Regions from separate parts of the Mus musculus genome. Here region 2 is linked to region 1. The links are chromatin contacts, called in public Hi-C maps. All regions are on one chromosome and are shown on one strand. Each heading gives the region's core, a stretch centred on a gene start, on an enhancer-like site or on the middle of the called end of the contact. The rest is flanking DNA. Distances are from core to core; before and after follow the strand shown.

What was found. Hi-C and Micro-C count contacts between places; a contact is called where the count stands out from the background.
Region 2: a Hi-C map of the C2C12 cell line shows a contact between it and region 1, with 2.2 times the contacts expected there. The contact joins two enhancer-like sites. A contact is called at or near these places in 3 of 484 Hi-C or Micro-C datasets (the C2C12 cell line, bone marrow-derived macrophages and nephron progenitors) and 1 of 115 datasets of contacts at active chromatin or transcription factors (fibro-adipogenic progenitors).

The regions. Positions count from the first base shown.
Region 1 is chr1:71,798,292-71,804,459 of GRCm38.p6, forward strand. No RefSeq gene overlaps it. Among named protein-coding and RNA genes, the nearest start is that of Gm30308, 12 kb to the right of the region's middle. Within about 2 kb of position 3,135, at least 24 of the 459 cell types and tissues checked have an H3K27ac peak or open chromatin away from gene starts, as enhancers often do. A contact at or near this core is called in the C2C12 cell line, where this site is marked.
Region 2 is chr1:72,020,214-72,026,381 of GRCm38.p6, forward strand. No RefSeq gene overlaps it. Among named protein-coding and RNA genes, the nearest start is that of 4933417E11Rik, 18 kb to the left of the region's middle. Within about 2 kb of position 2,613, at least 9 of the 459 cell types and tissues checked have an H3K27ac peak or open chromatin away from gene starts, as enhancers often do. A contact at or near this core is called in the C2C12 cell line, where this site is marked.

The sequences.
Region 1 (6,168 bases), core at 1,885-4,384:
TTGCGAAGTTCAGGGTTGAGGGCAAGGAATGCCAGGTAGGGACTGAGGGATAATGAAAGAACCTGGAGGCCAGGTCTAATTTGATGTGTAAGATATGCATTACAGTCTCTTGTCCTGGGTCTGAAACCTAACAGTTAGTATTTACGTTTCTTTATAATGTTCATGTCTCCAAGTTCTAATATATTGAAAAGAAAACAAAACAAAAGAAAACAAAAAACCCAACTCTTCTAAATGTCTTAGGATGGAATCTCATATGGCCAGCCTGTACCAGGAGCATCTCCCACACTCCTGCACCAGACCCTCACTGGCTTTTTCTTTCCAAATCAACTGTATTTCCCCCTGGTATTTCCCCTGATCTTTAGACAAATGCCTACAGCCGTGTCATATTCCACACCCCCTGTATGTCTCCCACGTGGTGTGGTTTGGATGGGAAATGTCTTCCATAAGCTCATTTGTATTTGTACACTTGTTCCCCAGCTAGCTGCAAGGTTTTTGAAAGGTTGTGAAACCCTCAGCAAGTGGAGCCTCTGTGGAGAACGTAGTCCATTATGGAGTGAGCTCTGACGGGTTTTATAGCGCACCCCCACTTCCTGTTGTCTTTCCGTTCCCACTGCAGATACCACGTGATTCCTGCCATGATCATGCTTCCCCCTCGCCCATAAACGCTAAACCAAAGTATCAACAAAACAGCAGTAACAGCAACAAACAACAACATCCCTTTCCTTTATAAAACTGCTTTTTACCTGGTATTTTGTCAAGCAACTATTGAAGTAGTTAATACACAGGCTTCTCAAAGCATTTTTCTGTTTTCTTGTTTCTTTTTCTTTTTTCTTTTTTTTTTTTTACAATAAACATGTATTTAAATAACAATTCAGTTATAAAAATATTGGGTTTTGAATTGGGATGGAATTTTAGGCTCCATTCACGTAGCTTTTACATTTCACACATTAAAGGCATCCTACCAGGTAATAAAACAAGCCCAGTGAATAAAGATGAGAATAATAAGCTGCCACCAAGCTGGGAAGTTTTTTACATCCCTGAATATCCATGTAGACTGATGGAGATGCCATGTTTTCCGAGAAGACCATGCAGTGTTTTGAAAAGTGAATGTGTTTCACGTTGCAAATAGGATTCCCTTGAAAAGGGATTAATGGATTTTTGTATTTTTTTTTTTTTTAAATGACTGCAAAAGTTTTAAACACAAGGCATTGTTTGGTTTATCAAGCCCATACTCTCAGCAGGTGGCGCTTAGCAGGACATATTTCTGCTGTGTTATCATAAACTAAACTAGTACAGCTGCACTGTAAAGGGCTTTTAGTGTCAGGGAATTCACACAGCATGCCCAACCCCCAAGCATCTGGAAGGTACCACCAAAAGCGACTGTCACAACGGTGAGCACTGTCCTCCTAATCCAGCACTCCTGTGCCCTCCTCTTCCAGGAAGATCCGAGAGTCACCTAACCCCACAGACGCGCAGGGCAGATGAGATATTTTAATGAAGCATGAATAAAATGAACTAAGCAGATCCCTTCTGCTGCCATCACACCCAGATTCTAGAATCAGAACAAAGTGTGCCACATCAGAAGTCACTCCTGTGGCTTGTGATGCCTCCTTCAGGGATGGGGCCAGCCAATAAGACCTGGTGCTCGGAACTGTGAGAGGCTTAGGGGACTTGAGGCTCCTTGAGGCACACAAAAGGAAAGAAAATAAGTTTCCGATTTATAAAACTGTGCATAGGGGAAAGTTACAGGTTAGATATGATAATGTAAGGGTCCATGATTTGCCAAAGAATGGTAGCCTGGACTCAAATAGTGCAAAGAGTGTTTTATTCTGCAGAAGTCCAGCATGCTGGGGCCCTCCACTACCAGAATAGAAAGACCACCAAGTGAGCGTGAAGGCCTGATTTAAAGCACATTAGGGAATTCTGGAATAGGTGACCTCTATGTTAATCTGTTGGGTCCATCTCTATGGACATTCCATTACCAGGGTGTGTGTGTGTGTGTGTGTGTGTGTGTGTGTGTGTGTGTGTGGTGCAGCTGGAAACTTGCTGGGAGGTCTGGAAACTGTTGCTGAGGAAGTAGCTTAGGAAGTCTGGAAACTGCTGCTGACCCATTGTCCTTGCCTCAGGCCAGGTGGTGGGGCAGCTTCTGAGGCCTGGACTTCCCTGGAATTGCCCTGTTCGTGGAAACAGAGATTTAGGCCTAGTCTCCTTAACTGCCAATTTGAAGCCTGTCATGGAATCAGCCCTGCCTTCTCAGAAAGAGGTAGTGTCTGGAATTAAAAGCCTAAAAATCTCTGTTTTTGAGGCCAAACTGTACACACACACACACACACACACACACACACACACCTATTTGAGAAAATACACTTTGGTGAAACTCTAAGCATGGTACCTCACTAAGTCTTTTTGAAGGATTCTCTCAAGTGGCATTTACAACAATGGTGTTTATTCAAAGGTTACACCCTCAAGAGCCTGGGGCTGCTAACAAGGAGCTCAGTGGTGCACTCGTGAGTGGAATCTTTGGACTTCGGCCAAATATATTGGAGTTTGAGCTGATTAGAACAACCCTAGGTGATCCAAAATCAAGCTGTGTTCTTTGTGTGTGTGTTTGGTGAGGTTCATAGAGGGCAGTTCATACTAAAAATACTTTAGAGGTTGAATTTCATAGGTTTTACTGTTTTAATTATGAGTCATCTGTCTCTCCAATAAGTTGTTTTAGAATTTATATCAAAGGGAGATAAAAATGTCACAGTAAAAATATTTTGAGAAAGAAGAGGTTTAAAATTGAAAGGCAAGTAAATTTTCTTATTTAATTCTCTTACATTTTCAAGGCTGTCTCAAATATCTGACTGGAACTTACATTTCCATTTAGATCAAAAAATTAATACCTCATTCTTCTTTTCCCGATTTCACCATATTTTTACTATTAGGTCATTTTTTGGCCTCTCAGTTGCTTTATATTTTAAAATTACTGTTCTATCATTTTAATGCTAAGGAAACAAACAATAAAGATATGATGAGCTCAGTCTAACAGATAGGATTCGCTGTCTCGGAAATATGTAACACCAGAGTGAAAGCAAACACGTAGAAGCCAGGGCTGATCACTTTACCTCTTTATTTCCCCACGGGACGCCTAGATGCTGCGTGGGAGGGAACATCTAACAATGTCTGGCAAGACAGACACTGACGATCCAAATGAAGATACTGTAACCATCATGAACTGGTTTCTTTCTGGTGTTACACAATACTAGCATCCAGATGACAATGTTTAAAATCTTTTTCTTAAAGGATACACTAAATACAACTGATTAAGTGACACATAAATACCAATGTGTGTAGTGTGTCCTGATTAGAGACTTAATAAAAGATGTAAAGGGTGTAAAAAAAAAAGAAGCTATTCTCCATTTAATACTGCAAAACCTAAAATTTCGTTTTACATGTTTTTTATGCAATGTTACAAAATTCTCCTCAAACCTGGAGAAGTATGGTTTATGAATCTGTTGAGCACCAGCACAAACTCAATAGTAATGAGCTCATTTTCATAGAAGGAGGCTTATTATAATTCCAGCTGTTGAAAACTTGCACAGCTGGATTCTGGCTACAACACAGAGCTCTGATCTGTTGGTGGAGGGGGAGGAAAAAAAATCCAATTTAAACTTGTAATAAAAGTCTTTTTTCGATTACTTTTTAGAAACCATTTTCCACCAAAATCCATGTGTGTGACTGAATTTAAAGCTAAAATATGACCAACCCTTCTTTTAAACCTATTTGCACCCATCTATTTAAAGTAAGCTAAGACAAAAATAGCTAGACAACCAGCTTATTCTGGTCAAAACAGAGGGCTCTGCAGAAGGGACTCCTACTTCAAAGCCGAATGCTAGCATTTGGCAAACTGGAGAAAATCATCAACACAAGGTGGTTAGAAAGAGGTTCAGGCTGATCCTTCCAGGGCTGGCTGGAGTGCTGGAGAGTGATATTCAGAAAATGTGCACCAGAGGAAAGAAAGTTCTGTGGCCCCAATTAAAAAAAAAAAAGACTTAAGAGCTTTTCAAAAATTCATTCATTAAACAGTACTCAGCCTCCCCTTACATCAAGCTAGATGATAGAGGCAGGTCTTTGTTCTCATTCATTCATTCATTCATTCATTCATTCATTCTCTTACTCTAGCCATCAGTAAAAGGCAACTACTCATATAAGGCATTTTACAATCATAATTTCACGACTTTCTTGGTTCTCGTCATAGCATTACATCCATGAAAATTGATTACTGTTCGGTTTTGCTTTATCCTCAGATAGGGTCTAGCTACCTAGCCCACCCAAAATGGCCTGGAACTTACTATGTACCACAAATTGGCCTCAGACTCATGATTCTCCTGACTCAGCAACTCAGGAGTTGGGATTAAGTACACACAAGCTAGATTACTCACCCTTTAAGGCATCTTTGGTCACTCTTGTTCTCTAATACTCCATATGAACACATTACCAAATTCTGTCTGCTGAATACTTCTCCAACCTCTACTGTTACAACCCTGTCCATCCAAGTCAACTGCCAAGTCCTGTTCCTAAGCTTGCCACATAACTCTCGAGTCTCCATACCCCAGCTCTTAGCTCGAGCTTGATTTTCTGTATAGTAACAAAAGCTATGTTTCTTCAAACTGAAGTATAAGCATCTCATTCCATCACCCAAAACTCACTGATGGCTTTGTCAAATGCCCAAGAACAAAGCCAAACATCCCGGCAGAGCATCATATGGTCTGCATACCTTGGTCCTGACTGTCACCACCTCCTGCTTTTCTCCATTCACTCTTAATGGTACAGTCATGATGAATTTCTTAGTAAGCTTCCAGTGTGTTCAATATGGGCCTGTATGAAGTGTTTCCATTTATTGTCCTCTGCACCTGAAACATTCTTTCTCCATATCCCTTTGATCATACAACCTCCCTTAGCAGAACTGTGAGTTAAATGATGTCCCTTTGTTTTGATTTTCTTCTTCTTTGAACAAAGTTATCTTTATTGTGTCTTCACTAACCAAGTCATCCTTCATCTACTAAGATTGACCCCTCTAAAGAGCAAATGGATGGGGATTCTTCATCCCATTCATAGTATTTCCATGGTTACCACATCTCAAGATCAGAATAATGCACATGCAAGATTAGTATGCAGATTCAGCAATTCCTATGGCCTGATCGACACACCCTTTTCAAGACACCCTTTATATCTGAGCTATGCTGAGCCGTTCATTCTTCTCTTACTTGCTAAACCTTCTAATGCACATTTGCCATTTGGTCTGTGGTGTTCCTCCCACCAGAAGTTTCTCTCTTAAAGAAGATCTGAACAGAGAACGAATAGGATGAGTGTGAGTAGTATTCATGACAGTGTCTTAAACTATGTGTTGAAGAGATGTAGCGTAGGTGATAAGAAAGGAAAGGCTTCCAGGATGACACTGGAAGAAAGACTGAAGTGTTCATTAGCATCCAGCTCATAAATGATTGACTCCTTGAGATTTCTGGAGATGAACTGGAGAATATAAACAGAGTTGAAACACAAGAATAGAAGGTTAGCACCAAGTCATGTTACAGAAGTCAGTCAGGATGGCCAGAGGCCTGAGACAATTAGGGTCTGAAAGTTAAACTTTACTTTCAGTAAAGTAGGTTTCATAAAGGCCCCAGAATGGTTTGAGAACTAGAATGGGTCTCCCAGGTTGCAAGAACTACTGAAATTAACAGTAAGAGTCTAACTGTAAGTTTGCATTCAAGAAGTTGTATTAACTTTGCTTGGAGATTTGAACAAACGTGTACTCACTCAAGATTAGGGCAATAACAGTAGACTGCCCCCCCCCCCAAAAATTAATATGATCTAAGTCTAAATTGGTAAGCTGATGAATTTAACTGGGCTTGCAGGGCCATGAGTGAGAGGTTGCTTAGCAGAGCATGGGAAGCTTAAGTCAGCCAAACCAGTGAAGACAATTCTTTCCCCTTCAGCGATCATTAACCACTTACACACTGTCAGGGAGAAGCAGGACTTTGTTAGCCCTTGTCCTCCCATGCTGGAATGTCAATGGGCCCAATCTTCTATAAGCCTCATGCTGGTAATTACAACTGTTAAGAATTCCAGAAGGTTCCATCCATGTCACACCTGGAGCCCAGCATTCCACAACACAAAGGCAGA
Region 2 (6,168 bases), core at 1,363-3,862, 220 kb after region 1:
TTAAACATTTATTAAACACATAATGTCTTGTATGCTTTTATCTTGCACAATCGATGGTTAATACCGCCATACCTCTCCCCTTGTGCTCTGAACAGCATGGATTCCCCCCACACACTAACAAGAACTCAGACTTTAGTTGTAACCTTGCTCCTTTCCATAAAGTAAAAGCAAGTCTTGCAATGAATGTAATTGCATATGAACCTTTAGCACGTGATACATCAACATCAAAAAAGAAAAATAAATAAATAAAGCTAAAGATAAGCCCTTAAATAAGTTCCAGAACAGCCCTTTCCCCTGGCATGGATCAGATCAGCTGAAAGGTGCTGAGAGACTGAAGACAGGCAAACAGATTGAAGATTACACAGTGTACTGTGTACTGGGGCTAATGGCAGTGCCTTGTGAATTACTGCAAGCCAGTCAGAAGGAGGGGGTCTGTGTATTAATTAAGACAGAGGAGGCATCAACCCAGCTGGAAGGTACATGTTTTATATCAACCTACTATCAGAATCAGACACAACCCTAGATTTAGCTCCAGTTATAAAGCACTACAGGTTACTCAGATGGTCCTATCTACATATCAATCTGTATATCTATCCATCACTTATTGAGGAGTTGGATTTTTTACTGTTTTTTTTTTAAAGTAGGGTCTCTCACTAGCTAGCTAACACTAGCCTTAAACCTGATTTTCCACCCCCAATTGCTTGTACTGCAGGTGTCCACCTCCACACCATAGAAGTTTTGTTTTTGTAGTATATGCTTGCAAATTATGCAGGAAAAATCAACTAAGGTTACTCTGAGGCAGGCAATAATGGTAGCTATAATTCAAGATGGCATCAGTTATGTCAAAATGAGTCCACATAAAGTGGTATTGAGATAGGTAGATAAGTGTACTTTAAAAGAGGAAATAAATATACCATAAAACAGATAAATTCTATGCATCAGAAGTTAATAAAATTACAGCTAAAACATGAATAAATTTCTTTATTATGTGGTACTAGGGATGTTTCCTTAAACCATGACTAAAACCCAAAAGCAAAACTAAGAAAGACTGCCAAAAGAGAGATAAATAATTGATAAATTTCATGGTATAAATTTTTTCAAACATTTATAAATGAAAATATCAAAAGTAATATAAAAAAGGAACAAATGACAACAGATATACAACTTATATCACAAAAGGCAAATATTCTTACTGTACAAAGAACCTTTGAAACCTGGGGAGAAAAAATTATCGACTGCTATCCAGGGACAAACATGAATAATTTCCCAGAAGCTCATAGCTGCTGCTGAGAGATGAGTGGTTTTAAGTTTTCTAATTCATCAGGTTGGGAGAAATCCAACAGTTTTAATGACAGACACATTTGGAGAAACTATAAGAAAACCATCGGTTTTGCTAGCAAGTCTGTCGGAATGAAAAATCGCACATCTCTTTTAGAAAAAAAATTTTGCTGATACCTTGCTGGATGCTTTCTTGGCAACCTCGTTGGTAGTAATCTATTCTAAAGCTGCACTTACGAGACAGACAGACAGACAGACAGACAGACAGCCAGCCAGACAGAGACAGGGGTTGAGGGAATAGGGAGACAGACAGGGAGAGACAGAGACAGAGATGGGGAGGAGAGAAGGAGGAAGACAGAGATAAGAGGCAGGGAAGACAGAGGGAGACAGCGAGAGACAGAGACGACAGAGGAGACACAGAAACAGAGAGACAGAGGTGAAAGTCTGTGCACTGTAACTCCATGAATAGCAATAAAAGACTTAGAACAACATAAGTTCCCATAATAAAGACTGGATTGAGTAAATCACTATACTCCCATGAAATGATCCTTCGACGAATCATCATACTTTTTTTTAAAGCAATGGAAGGCTTAGCAGATATTATTCTATGAGAAGGAAATATACAAAGCAATAATTCTTTGAATGTCATGTTTTGTGCATTTGGGTTCAATACAATATAAATGCTTTATATAATTATAAAACTTAATAAAGCATAACAAAATTAAATTCTTTAAAAATAAGAAAAACTAGGGGTTGGGGAGAAGGCTCAGTGGTGAACCCGGATACAGCAATAGTCTATGATCCCAGTGCTCCTGGGTGAGATGAGAGCAGAGACCAGAGAAACTCTTAGGCCAGCTAGCCTGCCATACGCAATGGTAAATAGACCCTGTCTCAAACAAGATGGAAGATGGGACCAACATGGTAGGTTGTCCTCTGATTGCATTATAGGCATGCCATGGCACACACACATCTGCAATTGCAGGAAAAAGTACGTAGTGCAGGCTCACCTCACACACACATACACACACAGAATTTTTTTAGTCTTAAAAATGAGAAAAAATAGCCGGGTTGTGGTGGCGACAGCAGCACACACCTTTAGTGTGAGTTCGAGGACATCCTGGTCTACAGAGTAAGATCCTGGTCAACAAGAGCTACACAGGGAAACCCTGTCTAGAAATGGAGAGGGTGGGGTGCAGGGAGGGGACCGGACACACAGAGACAGAGACACACAGAGAAACAATGTCTAATGGATGACAGTGTTTACCAGATAGATGACAAAACTGCATAGAAGAAATACTCTACATAAATTTGAAACCTTGTAATACTGCCAGCTTCTTGAGTCAGCATTGCATGCTGTCTCACCATCCTTACAGATGACCAAAGAGTACAGCTTCAGGGCAAGCAAGCAAAGCCTGTTTAATGTAAAAATAAGAGCTCTCGGTAGCAGGAAAGGGTCTGGAAAATGAGTTGACAAACAGAGGTCCGGAGCAGAACTCTATATCTTAGGACCAGGTCAGTTTGGTCTGACCCATAGGCAAGTCAGGCATAGATATCAGACAAGTCTGGTTGGTTAATTTGAATGTTCATGGGAAACTCTGATTGGTTGATGGACCCAGTGGAAATAGAAACAAGAAAGAGGGGGAGGAAATGCCATAATGTTATAAGTATATCGAGAATGAAAGGCTAGTGATCAGCCTCAACCTAGTAAGTCCAGGCTTTTCTGGATTTCAGTTCCTGAACTTGGGAATTGGGAAGCATTTATTGTAAAACTGTTAAGAGGGAGTTTTAAGACATGGTTTTAAGGGGAGTTATGAGTTTGTAGCCAACTGAAAAGCTTTTTTTCTGACGGGCTGGGATTACACCCCCAGTTACTTGGGATACAAGTTTTAAGGATAAGAGTTTGTTTTTTTAAGGCATAAATAAATAAATAAATAACCAACCTACCCTAGTATCGTGTTCAGTACCGCAGGGGTGGTTTTTTGAAAGTAAGGAGTTTAACAGAAGCTAAGTTAGCTGGGTCACCTTGACCTCAAATAAACCTAAGTAATTTTCTATGGGATTCGCCATCAAGGAGATCAAATTCTAGTTAAACCTAAAATGGCCTCAGCAAGAACACAAGATGGATAACCGTCTGCCTGGCCTTGACCCCTTACAAAACCTCAGTGTTCTAGGACCTGACTACATGTTACTACACAGCCCTAACTTCTATCAAAGGGGTTGTTGTTCCTAACTCCTGTCACCAGTGATGACACTGTCACATGTGTGAAAATTAGGCAAATGAGTACTTGTGTTGGCTTCCAGAGGCAGGTCTCTTTGACATATGTGGAAGTAGATATAAAAGAAGATCCAAGAGCCTGTGTTTTAAAGTACTATTATTCATCTGCGTGTTGTGGCTCATGCCTTCAATACCAGCATTAAGGAGACAGAGGCAAGCAAATTTCTCTTCATTCAAAGACATTACTTAATTGTAGAGTGTTTGCTTCAAATATACAAGGTCCTGGATTCGATCCTCAGCAGGAAAACACAAATATACACAGAAACACGGGGGGGGGGGAGGGCAAGAGGGAGAGAGAGTGAGGGAAATAACTGAATGAATTCCCATGGGCCAATGATGATCAGAGTTGAGCAACAAAAGGAAAAATAGCTGTAATGAATTAAAACACATCAAGTATACTTATTTCAAATTCATTACTTAAACTTGGTGGATCCACCTTGTCCAACACCCCTTTTACAAGCAACTAATGTTTTTAAAAACTGATTCATAGGGGAGACTTAAGCATTAATTAGTCTTCGTACTATGGTATCCAATTGATAAGACTAACACATGAAGATGCAGTGGTTAAACTTTGATGTTCTTTTGTAACTTTAATAAGTGACTTGACCTTGGCCATGATCATTAGCTGCTGCCAACTTTGAAAACAGACACATAGCTCCTAGTAGAAGTGTACAAGACCACCTAAGTTATGCCCTTGTAAAGAAATTAAGTTGGCATTGAATCACATCTCAGTATCTAAGCAACAGTTTATAAGAAACACCAGAACAAAGAGACACGTTAAGTAATCAGTGATACAATGCAGTGGAGAAATCCTATGAGAAGAATTTACTCAAGTCACTTAAACAAGAAAAAATAAAATGAAGAGGAAAGTTGTATATTGATTAAGACTAAAGACATATCAACCAACTATACTTTATAGCCTACAGTAGATCTTGATGTTTGAAACTATTTTTATAAAAACTAAGAAAACTGAGAAATCTTGTAAATAGGCCAAATATTTGATCATGTGAAAGAATTATGATAATGTTGGTACAGTATAAATTAAACAAACTGAACTGTTTGTTGATGACTGTAGCATGTAGTTTTTGCTACCACATTTTAAGCTCCAGGAGGACCATGCAACCATCCCCCGCCCAAAGAATATTGGATCCACGGATGAAAAACACAGACACACATTGCTCAACTTCGACCTGCCTTCTTGGCTCAATTACTGGGCACTTCTAATCTATACCAGCTAGCGTGCCCTTCCCAATACTCTTAGCTCAGCACCCTAAATCTGCTCTTAACTTTAGTTGCTCAGTTACCTTTAGTCCCAGTTCAACACCCTAACCTCCCACCTGGAGAAGTGGCCTATGGCCACTCTACCCGAGATCTCCCATGGCTGGTTACATTTTCTCCCTCCAAAGCATGGCAAAAATTTCTTTCCTTTTCCTGCATCTCCTCTCTGCCTCACCCCAAACCCGGGACCTGGAAACCCCACCTCTTTCCTTCCCCTCAGCAATTGGCCCTGGCATCTTTACTGACAGATCAAGAACCAATTGGGGAACGGGACCTTAGCATCAGAACCACTCCTACACCCACCTTTTCTGTCCAATTAAAAACGAAGAAACAAACAAAAGAACCTCTTCTCCCAGACATAAATTGAATGAAACCATAACAATCATGTAAATTACAAATTATAATATACAATTAATATCCAGTCCATCATATTTGTCAATTAGATAAAGTACTCTACCATCATTCCGAACTTAAAGACTTAAGATTCTATCCCTGCATTGTGTTTAGATTTTAGCCTGTAATGCCACCAGAAAATCGTCTTCTCAAATTTATATCTCAATGCTAAACAACTTGAGTTGACTATGAGACCATAACTAGTCTTCAACTCCGGCAGAATCCGAGAATGACTTAAACATTATCTGAAAATACAAGAAGCACAAAACGTTGCTTCTAAAACTTAGCCAACTTGTAGGGACAGCTGACTACCGGGATAGCCCCTCATTCCTCAAAACGCTAAAGCATCATCAGTCTTTGACTTTCTGGCCCAGAATCATCCAACAGACCTTTGTAAAGCAGAATTATGAAGAACTGCTTACTCTGTCTTGAAAGAGCTATAAGTTGACTATTCTGCATAGTGTGTCCTTCCCCAAAAAGTATTTTTGTCTGTAGATGAATTAAGGCAATTCTTGCAGAGTGGCTATCATGACTCAACTGAAGCAACTAAGAAGGGGGTGCTGTCAGGAGCAGACATTTCTCTAGTCGAATGATCTTTAATAAGGAAATGGCCTTAAATGTCATGTTTTGTGGACTCCTGATACTTTTGAAGATTATCTATCTATGTGAAGTATATCTGATCTGTTAAACCTTAACTATTCTTAATCATTTATATTTGCGTAAATTGAAAACATTTTATTATAATTAAATCAGAATCTAATATAACCACCAGTTTACTATCTGGCCCTTGATTTGTGTTACTTAATTATCCTAACCAGTTTGTAATGACAGTTATTAGAAGGACTCCGTCTAAGCCTTGTATTCCTAAATGAGTTGCATAGGCACAATGCCTATCTAATAATAACAAAATTAATTTTAAATTTTTTATCAATATAAGAAATTCA